3 separate regions of the Mus musculus genome follow, and all the other regions are linked to region 2. A link is a contact called in public promoter capture Hi-C data. All regions are on one chromosome and are shown on one strand. The core of a region is the stretch at or near the end of the contact, and the rest is flanking DNA. Distances in the headings are between cores, read along the strand shown.

The links. Promoter capture Hi-C pulls out the DNA fragments that hold promoters and counts their contacts.
Region 1: a contact with region 2 is called in a promoter capture Hi-C map of pre-B cells, with 11 times the contacts expected there. The contact joins the promoter of Sumo1 here to the promoter of Tyw5 in region 2. A contact is called at or near these places in 2 of 39 promoter capture datasets (HPC-7-derived erythroid cells and pre-B cells), 1 of 115 datasets of contacts at active chromatin or transcription factors (the 230-238 cell line) and 1 of 9 other capture datasets (adipose tissue).
Region 3: a contact with region 2 is called in a promoter capture Hi-C map of hippocampal neurons, with 7 times the contacts expected there. The contact joins the promoter of Sf3b1 here to the promoter of Tyw5 in region 2. A contact is called at or near these places in 3 of 39 promoter capture datasets (embryonic stem cells, hippocampal neurons and liver) and 3 of 115 datasets of contacts at active chromatin or transcription factors (embryonic forebrain, embryonic stem cells and stem cell-derived neural progenitor cells).

What each region holds. Positions count from the first base shown.
Region 1 is chr1:59,669,381-59,672,217 of GRCm38.p6, reverse strand. Sumo1 (small ubiquitin-like modifier 1) reads left to right here and starts at 1,384. Exons shown (of 5, transcript NM_009460.2): 1 at 1,384-1,538. The coding sequence starts at 1,527.
Region 2 is chr1:57,405,423-57,408,332 of GRCm38.p6, reverse strand. It overlaps Tyw5 (tRNA-yW synthesizing protein 5), which reads left to right and starts at 1,659. Exons shown (of 8, transcript NM_001037742.2): 1 at 1,659-1,949. The coding sequence starts at 1,872. It overlaps Maip1 (matrix AAA peptidase interacting protein 1), which reads right to left and starts at 2,067. Exons shown (of 5, transcript NM_001081181.3): 1 at 1,111-2,067. The coding sequence starts at 1,560.
Region 3 is chr1:55,025,924-55,029,054 of GRCm38.p6, reverse strand. It overlaps Sf3b1 (splicing factor 3b, subunit 1), which reads left to right and starts at 1,577. Exons shown (of 25, transcript NM_031179.2): 1 at 1,577-1,716. The coding sequence starts at 1,689.

The sequences.
Region 1 (2,837 bases), core at 135-2,634, 2.3 Mb before region 2:
TGAGAGAGCAGGGTTGACTGGAGTGAGCGGAGCTGACTGGAGCAAGCAGAGATCCTAAATTCAATTCCCAACAACCACATGAAGGCTTGCAACCATCTGCAACATCTACAGTGTACTCATATACATAAAATAAATAAATAAATCTTAAAAAAAAAACCCTAAAACAGTCTTACATAAACACCGTTGAAACATTTTAATTTTGTATATGCAGTGAAATAGGGATTTAAATTCTTTCTCCTTTCGCATGTGAATGTTCAGTATTTTCATTAGTAATTATATTGTACCTACTAATTTTTAATTTTGTATGGGTGTTTTTGTCTGAATGTGTTTATGAACCGCATTCAGGCTTTGGCTTGGTGCTGAAAAAAGTATCTGATTCTTGGGACTAGAGTTACAGGCAGTTTTGAATGCATGCATGGGTGCTGGGACTCAGACTTGAGTCCTCTGGAAGAGTAGCCAGTGCTCTTTGACTACTGGGTCATTTATAGTTGGCTCATTACTATTTACAGAAAAGATTATTTTACTAATGTCTTGTTCTGTGAAGGGTTTTTGATTTAAGTTTTCATTTTTCCCCCTTTACTTATTATAACCTTAATCCTCCTTGAATGCTTGTGCAAGGTCACTGTATTCAAAGGAAGCAGTTTAGGTCTTTCTATGACACAAGGCAACTAGTTTATGCGTTGGAAGGCGCTCCTGCCTACAACTTCAAAACTTTCAGTAGCATTTTAGTTGTCTGTAGCCACCAAGACTTTGTTCTAGCTGGGGGTGTGGTGGCACTTGGGAGGCAGAGGCAAGAGGATCTCTACGAGTTGGAGGCCAGTCTGGTTGACATTGCAATGTTCTATAATAGCCAAGGCTATTAGTGAGACCCTGCCTCAAAACACAAGAACAAAAGATGTGTCCTGAAGGGTCGTCTTTTTGTGCCCCCTCATCTCCCCCGCCCCCAACAGGGTTCTATGTCCTGTCCTGGAACTCACTTTGTAGATGAAGATGGCCACGAACTCACAGAGATCCGGTAGCCTCTGCCTCTATCACCCGGAGTCACGAATGTGGCAACAGCAAGCATGAGGGGCCTATAAAAATACTATACGGGTAATTCACTATATTCAGTGAGGGTTGGTCCGGGCCTCAGAAGCGCGCAAGTCGTCCCACCGGGAGGAGCCTAAGCAGTCAGTTTGACCCCAGACATTCGGCCTGCAGGCAAAGCGCTGGTCTCCCTGAGGGCTGCGGCAGCGGGCCTGATTCTCCCTCCCTCCGAAGTCCTAGCAGTTCTCTTGCTCCAGGCAAGTAGTTTACAACCTGGAGGATTTTAGCCCCCGGCCTTCCTTACGGCGTTTTCCCGCTTCCTTTTCCCGTCTTCGCTAACTCGCCTCTGCGCGCAGCGGAAGTGACGCAAGACGTAGAGGAAGTCCCTGCAGCCGCGGTGTTGTGCTGTAGAGAAGGGACGGATTTGTAAACCTCAGAGTGAGGTTCTGCCTGCCGGAGGCCGCAGTGGTGCGGAGACCCCCGGGTGAATCCACGTCACCATGTCTGACCAGGTACCGGGCCGGGGCCTTAGGGCTCAGGGCCGTCGGCCGCGGGCTGGGGCCCTGGACTGAGGCGCGGGGGAGGGGGCGGCTGGAGAAGGGGGCTGCCCGTGGGGAGGGGGCCGCGAGGGACGCGGGGCGCCTGGCGGAGTCGGGCCAGGCCGCCTGGGACCCCGGGGCTCTGGGTTCCACGCGCCCTCCGCGCCCCTCTCCGAGGCCCCTACCCCCGCGCCACCCGGCGCCGGGGCTCTCTCGACGGCGCCCAGGTTTCTCGCGGGCTCGCAGGGGGCCCAGGCCCGCTCCCTTGTCCCCGAGAGCAAGCTGAGGGGAAAACGACCGTTTCCCTTCGGACGACGGATGGCAGAAACCAGGCCCTAGGCCCAGTTATGTAACGGGAGGGAAATCCCCGACTGGGAGGCTAGGTGGCCCTGAAAAGCAGCTCGACTCCACTTTGGGTTCTTGGTCCCGGAGAGTGGGGGGCGGCCGGGGAGCCGTGTCTGAGGTGACTGGGAGCCCAGAGGACGCTGCTTTTCCGTTGTGTTTGCCTGGAGGGTCCGTCCATCTCTGCACACCTCAGTCTTTTTTTTTTTTTTTTCCTTCCGGGGGTGCGGAACGGTCCGCTCTTTCGCTGTACTTTCCATTTCTTACTCGGGATTGGTCCATCAACTCTCCAGTTCTCAGAGCGCTCAGAATAACCGAGAAACAGCAAACTGTGTATGGAGTGCCACCACCAACAAGCCATTTCGTCTGGGCTTTAACCAGCAGATGCTTGGCACTTTAAAAAAAAATATAGCACGTTTTTTGTTCTTTGATAATCAGATGACGCATTTAGATTATATGCACCCCCAAACCTCTCTTCCAGAAGTTTCTGAACTAATTTTCGAAGAAATAGAGAAAAAAAAAGTTATCCGTGTTGTACAATTGCAGAATATTTGCAGAAAGCTGTCAATTAGTAGTAAAACAGTGTGTCTCGGTTTTGGAATCAAGGATTTGCATGGTATTTGCCTTCAAATAGGAGTGACTCCTTGCCACCTAAATTTTTCTTCATCCTATTTTAGTTACTACCTTTGTGGCTAGTTTTTATATACATAAGGTTTTGGTCTGACTTTGCTTTGGTTTGCTCAGATGACTTAATTTTCAGAGTATTTTTTTTTTAACTTTTTCTTCTTTTGTGATAATTATTCAGTAAACTTTTTCATTCAACTTCACAATGTAGTTGGACTTTTTTAAAAAAAAAATTTGTTGTTGTTGTTTGAGACACGGATTTTCTGTGTAGCCTTGGCTTTCTAGGAACACTCTGTAGACCAGGCT
Region 2 (2,910 bases), core at 410-2,909:
CCACCATTTTACCCCTCTGTGCACAACTGACACAGAGAACAGACTAGCAAATTCACCCTATCTTCATACTTAGGTAGGCATTATCACTCAAGCTTGCTCACTTTTATTTTTGAGCAAACATATATATTAGCTAAGAGTGGACCCAGGGAGACAGGAGTTAATACTGCCCCAGATTACACGAAGTTGAGAACTCATTTACAACTACATGAGTTGGGTATAAATGGCTAGGAATTGGGGAAAATCTGAATAAGTCAGAAGTAAAATTAAAAATACCAGCATATAGTCAATGTTGTTAAATTATTATCCTGATGGTCTATTCCAGTATGAACTGGAGAATAAACTATGACTTCTACCTTTGTATTAATCAACAGTTTTGAAATGCTAGGGACTGACAACCTAAGAAAATGAAAGGAGATTTAAAAAGTCTTCCTGGAAAGAAAAGCATGTACACACAAACTGTGTCAATGATCTTGAGATTCAAAGTGACCATTGTTAAGGCAACATCACTTGCTATTCAGAAAGGTCACGATGGGCAAAGTCAGAGCTAGGAATCACCAGTGTGCTAGACCTGGACACTAAGTAGACCAGCAGCCTCAGCAAACTCTTATCCTTGACAGAATATATAGGTAGAGAATGCAGAAGGCAATTCAGATCTGTCAAACAGCTGGTAGGAAACTGCCTTTGTACCTGAAATGATATGTTATTACTTTGGCAGTGTTATCTTATTCCTCACCATAACTTACTCCATTCGATTTACTTAACAAATACTTATGAAGTGCCTACTATGTGTGCCAGGCACTGTCTTCTCTAATCTTCTAATTCTGGAAAAATCATACCCAAAGGATTAACTAATTTTAGAGTGGCACTGACAAACAGGCTTTGAACTTAGGCCTTCATCCTAGTTTCTTGAATGAACCCCTCCTCCCTGACGACCATGCGAACACACTTAGAAGCTTATTAAAGTCCTGAAGTGGCCGAAAGATTCAGTGTCTAGGTCACTACCATCGTTGGATACCACGGGTCGCAATGAAGAAACTTCATGGCTAAACACTTGATCACGGAAACGCTGAATGCACGAGGCAGAGAGGTCAGTTAGGGGAGCAAACAAACCTGCTTCGCCCCTTCAGAGAACTCAGCGATACTGAACTCTTTGTCGAAATAGGCCCAAATAAGGAAGGCGTAAATTCGAGTCCGGACCCAGTTGATGGGATTGGAAAATCCCAGAATGATCATTCTGGTTCTCTGGCGTTGCTGGGGCTGCTCCTCGGTGCTGTAGCTGCGGCTGGGACTAGCGGGTAAAGAAGCGAGGGCTGGAGGATGTTCTACCCGGCCGAGAAGGGATCTTCGGGAGCTCCAGGAACGCAACGCAGGGCTTGTCCAGGCCCGAGTGTAGCGAGGGATCGGAGCCGCGCTTGAGCCCAGGCGACGGCGGCACAGGCAGCAAATTTCAGTCAGCGTCAGCCTCACCTCGGTGCTACCGAGAGTCCGGAGTCGGGTGACCGGGCCGGGCAGCGGCCGGGAAAGCAGGGGCAGAGGTAGGAGACGGGCGGCCAGCGCCATGTTTGTGACCTTTCACCTCTGCATGCCTGTGCAGTACTGAAAGCAGGCCGGAGGGAAACCAGCTCGCCGGGGTTGGAGAAGTGGAGCCAAGGCCGCCTCGCTGCCGCCGCCTCGGGTGAGTCCTCTCATTTCGGCTGTGTTAGCCCTCAGCCCAGGCCGAAGCCCTCGGGCTCCCCGCCGTGCGCACTTCGAACCAGCCGCCGCCCTCTGGGGTCAGTCACCTACGCGGACCATTTCTTCCGGAGTAGTGTTTCCAGGGGAAATCACGCGTGGAAGAACTCGTCCAAATTCCCAGGCCTGTGAATTTCACCATGGCTGAGCAGCGTCTTCCGGTACCCCGGCTGCGGGGCGTCTCCCGGGAGCAGTTCATGGAGCATCTTTATCCACAGGTGAGGAGGCCCGCCGCGGAAAGGCAGGGGAGACACCCCGGTACCTTCTGGCGGCCCATCTGCTCTCCTGCAACCCAGAGATTGTTCGGGGGAAGAGAAGGCGCTCTGCTGTCAAGGGAGTGAGCGGAAGGGACCTGTAGCCCTGCTCGGGAATTCAAAGCCCCGGAGAGAAACGGCCCCACATTTTTGGGGAGCAGGATGACCGGAGAAAGCTGGGTGGCACGAAGCTCACTGAGAGGTCGCGCGTGTGGCTTTCTGACCTCACGTGCTCCCTTTCTATGGAGTTTTTCCTAAAGTCTAGTTCAGGATCCCTCGCCCTTCTCTTGCTTGGTCCTAACAGCCCCTGGAGTATTTCGAGATATTAGATTTTTGAAACTCGATATTTCAGTCTAATGAAGGATTGCAACAGGGAAACCAATGGAAATCGTCTCGTAGGTTTCCTCTGGTACAAGTCATTCCTTGATTTAAGCCAGAATCATAATTAAGGATTAAGCCCTTTAGTTTTGTTTTGTTGTTTTGTTTTTTCCGAGACAGGGTTTCACTGTATAGCTCTTGCTGTCCTGGAACTCACTCTGTAGACAAGGCTGGCCTCGAACTCATAAATCCGCCTGCCTCAGCCTCCGAAGTGCTGAGACTAAAGGCGTGCGCCACCACCGCCCGGCTCCCTTTAGTTTTTAAAGAAAGAAGTAGCAGAAAGCAGTTAGATTTAAGAAAAGAAAATAAGTTTGCTCTCAGGACTTTTCAAGAAAGTCCAAGTATCAGAATAACAGAGTAAGGATTCTGGCGATTATTCTAAGGGAAAAAGTCTCTGAAGTATATTAGTGGTAGTAAGATAGGATCTGTAGCTACAGCTACGCTATGCTGCTGGAGCAGCCTGAAGTGTTCCTTTGAGAAGACAGGATTACTGATGACCCTAGAAGAATTTCTAATTGAGTCAATATAAGGCAGAGTTTAAGTTTAC
Region 3 (3,131 bases), core at 328-2,827, 2.4 Mb after region 2:
GTCTCCAGCGATGTACTTCCTCTTTCTGCAAGGCTGCACAACCTCCCCAAATAAGGAGCCTAAGGGAGCCGTCTCGGACTCATTTTAATACTCTCCTTCCTGTCCTGAACCATATTAGTATTCTTTCAGGAACAAACATACAGACAAGTAGGCTGTGGTGAGAAAAATCTTTTTTGTTTTGTTTTTGTTTTTTGAGACAGGGTTTCTCTGTGTAGCCCTGTGGAACTCACTTTGTAGAACAGGCTGGCCTTGAACTCAGAAATCCGCCTGCCTCTGCCTCCTGAGTGCTGGGATTAAAGGCGTGCGCCACCACGCCCAGCATGAAAAAATCTTATTTTTATAAAAGAGGATTCACAAGACAATTCTGGGTGATCTTTTAGTGATGTTTATCATTACTCTGGAACTCCAGGAAGTATTTAGCTTCTACAATTACCACAAATGCAGCAAATGCTCCTTTGAATCTGTTATAGAAATGATAAGCCTTCCCAGTGAGAAAGCATCCTGCACATTTGGAGGATAATAAAGGAAAAAGGTCTGGCACAGCTGGCTCTGGCTAATGCTCGGTAGGGCCAGCCTTGAATACATTTTGATAACTTAGAGACACCTTAGGCTTATTTTCTCCAAATATGAGGTTATCCTCAAATTTGTAATTTAGGTCCCAACCCTGGGTTACATTTAGTACAACTTAAACAGAGACAGAAGGCTGAAAATCTGGTCAATAGGTCACTCCTATTTGCCTGGTCATTTAGGCATCAGTTATTGCCAGAATTATTTTAAGTGCACCAGTGTTGTACTTTTTCAAATAGTTGTTACCTGGGGTCATCTTACCCATTTGGCAGAATTATGTTTCTCTCAAGAAAAGAACTGGGCTTTATTGTAGATCAGGACTTAACATTGCTTGTGACCCTATACTATTCCCTTGAGCTGCCTGTTAAGAGAAGTATTCTACCGTATCTAATGGCTGGTCAATACTGGTGAACCAACATTAACATCTTAGGCATCATAAACTTTATTTCTAACAGGCCTGGCTAGCATACTGTTTATTTTTTGGGTGTCTTGGAGGCAGTGTTCCTTTGGCTAAATTCTATTTTGTGTAATTTAATCTCTCTCTCTCTCTACTTTTTATTTTTGTTTTTTTCGAGACAGGGTTTCTCTGTGTAGCCTTGGCTGTTCTGGAACTCACTCTGTAGACCAGGCTGGCCTCGAACTCAGAATCTGCCTGCCGCTGCCTCCCAAGTGCTGGGATTAAAGGGGTGCGCCACCACTGCCAGGCTCCTTTGGTTTTATTAAAGACAGGCTTTGTCTGTACAGCCCTGGCTTCGGGAACTCTCTTTGTAGACCAGGCTGGCCTCGAACTGCCTCTTCTCTTCCGAGTGCTTGAATTAACGGCACGTTACCCACCACTGGCCGGACAGGCTACAGCCCTCTTGGGAAGTAGCCATCCTCTTCCGCGTTTAGTCTTCCCCGCGGTTTCGCTGGCTTTTTAAGGAAGCCGCCGGGAGCCCGCCCTGGCCCCGCCCACTCCCATAATGCCCCTCGCAGTCTCATATAGGTGGCAGTTGAAGTACGTGCTACAGTGCGGCGCGCGCTCCCGGGTGCGCACGCTCAGAGAGCGGCCTCTGTTTCTGGCGGCGGCGAGCGGAAGTCCTTGGGAGCGCCAGTTCCGTCTGTGTGTTCGAGTGGACAAAATGGCGAAGATCGCCAAGACTCACGAAGGTAAGCGGCCTTTCCCTTCCCACGCGCGACCTCGGCAGCCAGCCAGCCGCGGCCCTCTCTCCTGGCTTTCTGCGTCTTCGCGTGGCATCTCTGGTCTCGACCGAGGCCGCGCGGCGAGGCCTGCTCGGCTCGTCGGCGCAGGCCGCTGCCCGCGTAATGGCGTCCTCTCGCACTCCGGGACCGGCGCTTTGTTCCGCGCTGGCTGTTGGTGCTTCCGAGTTCTCTTGTTCTGACCGGAGAGCCTCGCTCGAGCGGCTTGCCCCGGGGGACTCCCGGGGAGGGAGCGGGGAGGCGGACGTGGGAGGCCGACTTTCTCGCCCCCCGGGCGCTATCGTCGGCAGTTCGTACCTGGAAAGCCCTGAATGACGGCAGCCGCTTTCGGGCCGCTCCTAACGGAGGCCGCTTCAGCGCAGGCCTGCCAATCCCAGCCTTCGCGATACAGGCATCTCCAAGGCGGCTGGATCGTGTTGTGGTGCTTGCACTAAATGATTCCGGCAGAAAATCTGGTAGTTTACTCCTTTAATCACTTGTGTCCTGGTGTTCTATCTTTTTCCCTTTGAGAGCTAGGTGTTGGAGAATCAGGAGGAAGAGAGAAGGAAAGGCAGATTTGACCAGTTGCCAAAGTTTTCTGGGTAGTCGCTTATTTTATGCTGCACAAGAGTAAACAGAGCTAGAAACATGTTGAGAAGCAACCAGATTCCATAAGGAAAGTAACCAGAGAAGACGGGAAGGAATTTGAGTCTGAGAGACAGAATCCCTGTTTCTTGGCTCCCGGTTAAGAAGCCAAAATTTACGCTGACACTAAGTCACTAAACCCGTCCTTTCTAAGTGTGTGTCTCGGTGTTAGAGAGAGGTAACAAGCTAAGGATGTCAGAAATTTGACAGTTTGATGTGGAAGCAGATGTGTGAATATTCTCTTAGAAAATCAAAGGAATGTGTACAGAGAAGTAAAGCCAGTACTTTCTGAGAAGCTGGGTAACGGAGCCATTAATTTATGCTTAGTTATTTTTGGGAGGTGGTGACGCGGCGCTGATAAAAAAGGATCAATCAGTTTTAAATTAGGGGAGGATGTCTGAGCCGGAGGGAACATCTTGTACCATGCAGTGAGTGTCGCTGTGGTAGGATAGAGGAGGGTGTAAGGAGGGAATTCCGATGCGAATCTAAAGAGATGGTTTAGGACCAATAGCTGGGACATTTGAGGAACTGAAAATACTAACACTTTTGAAAGCCAGAAATGTCCCTGCATTAACTAGTCTTTTGTCTTTAAACATGAAAGTACAACACATGTTTTTGTTTTCTTTTTTGAGATAGTCTTACTATGTAATTCCGGTTGCCCTGAAACTTCCTGAATAGAGGAGACTGGGTCCCACTTCAAAGAAACTCATCCTCCTGCCTCTGCTTCCCAAGTGCTGGGT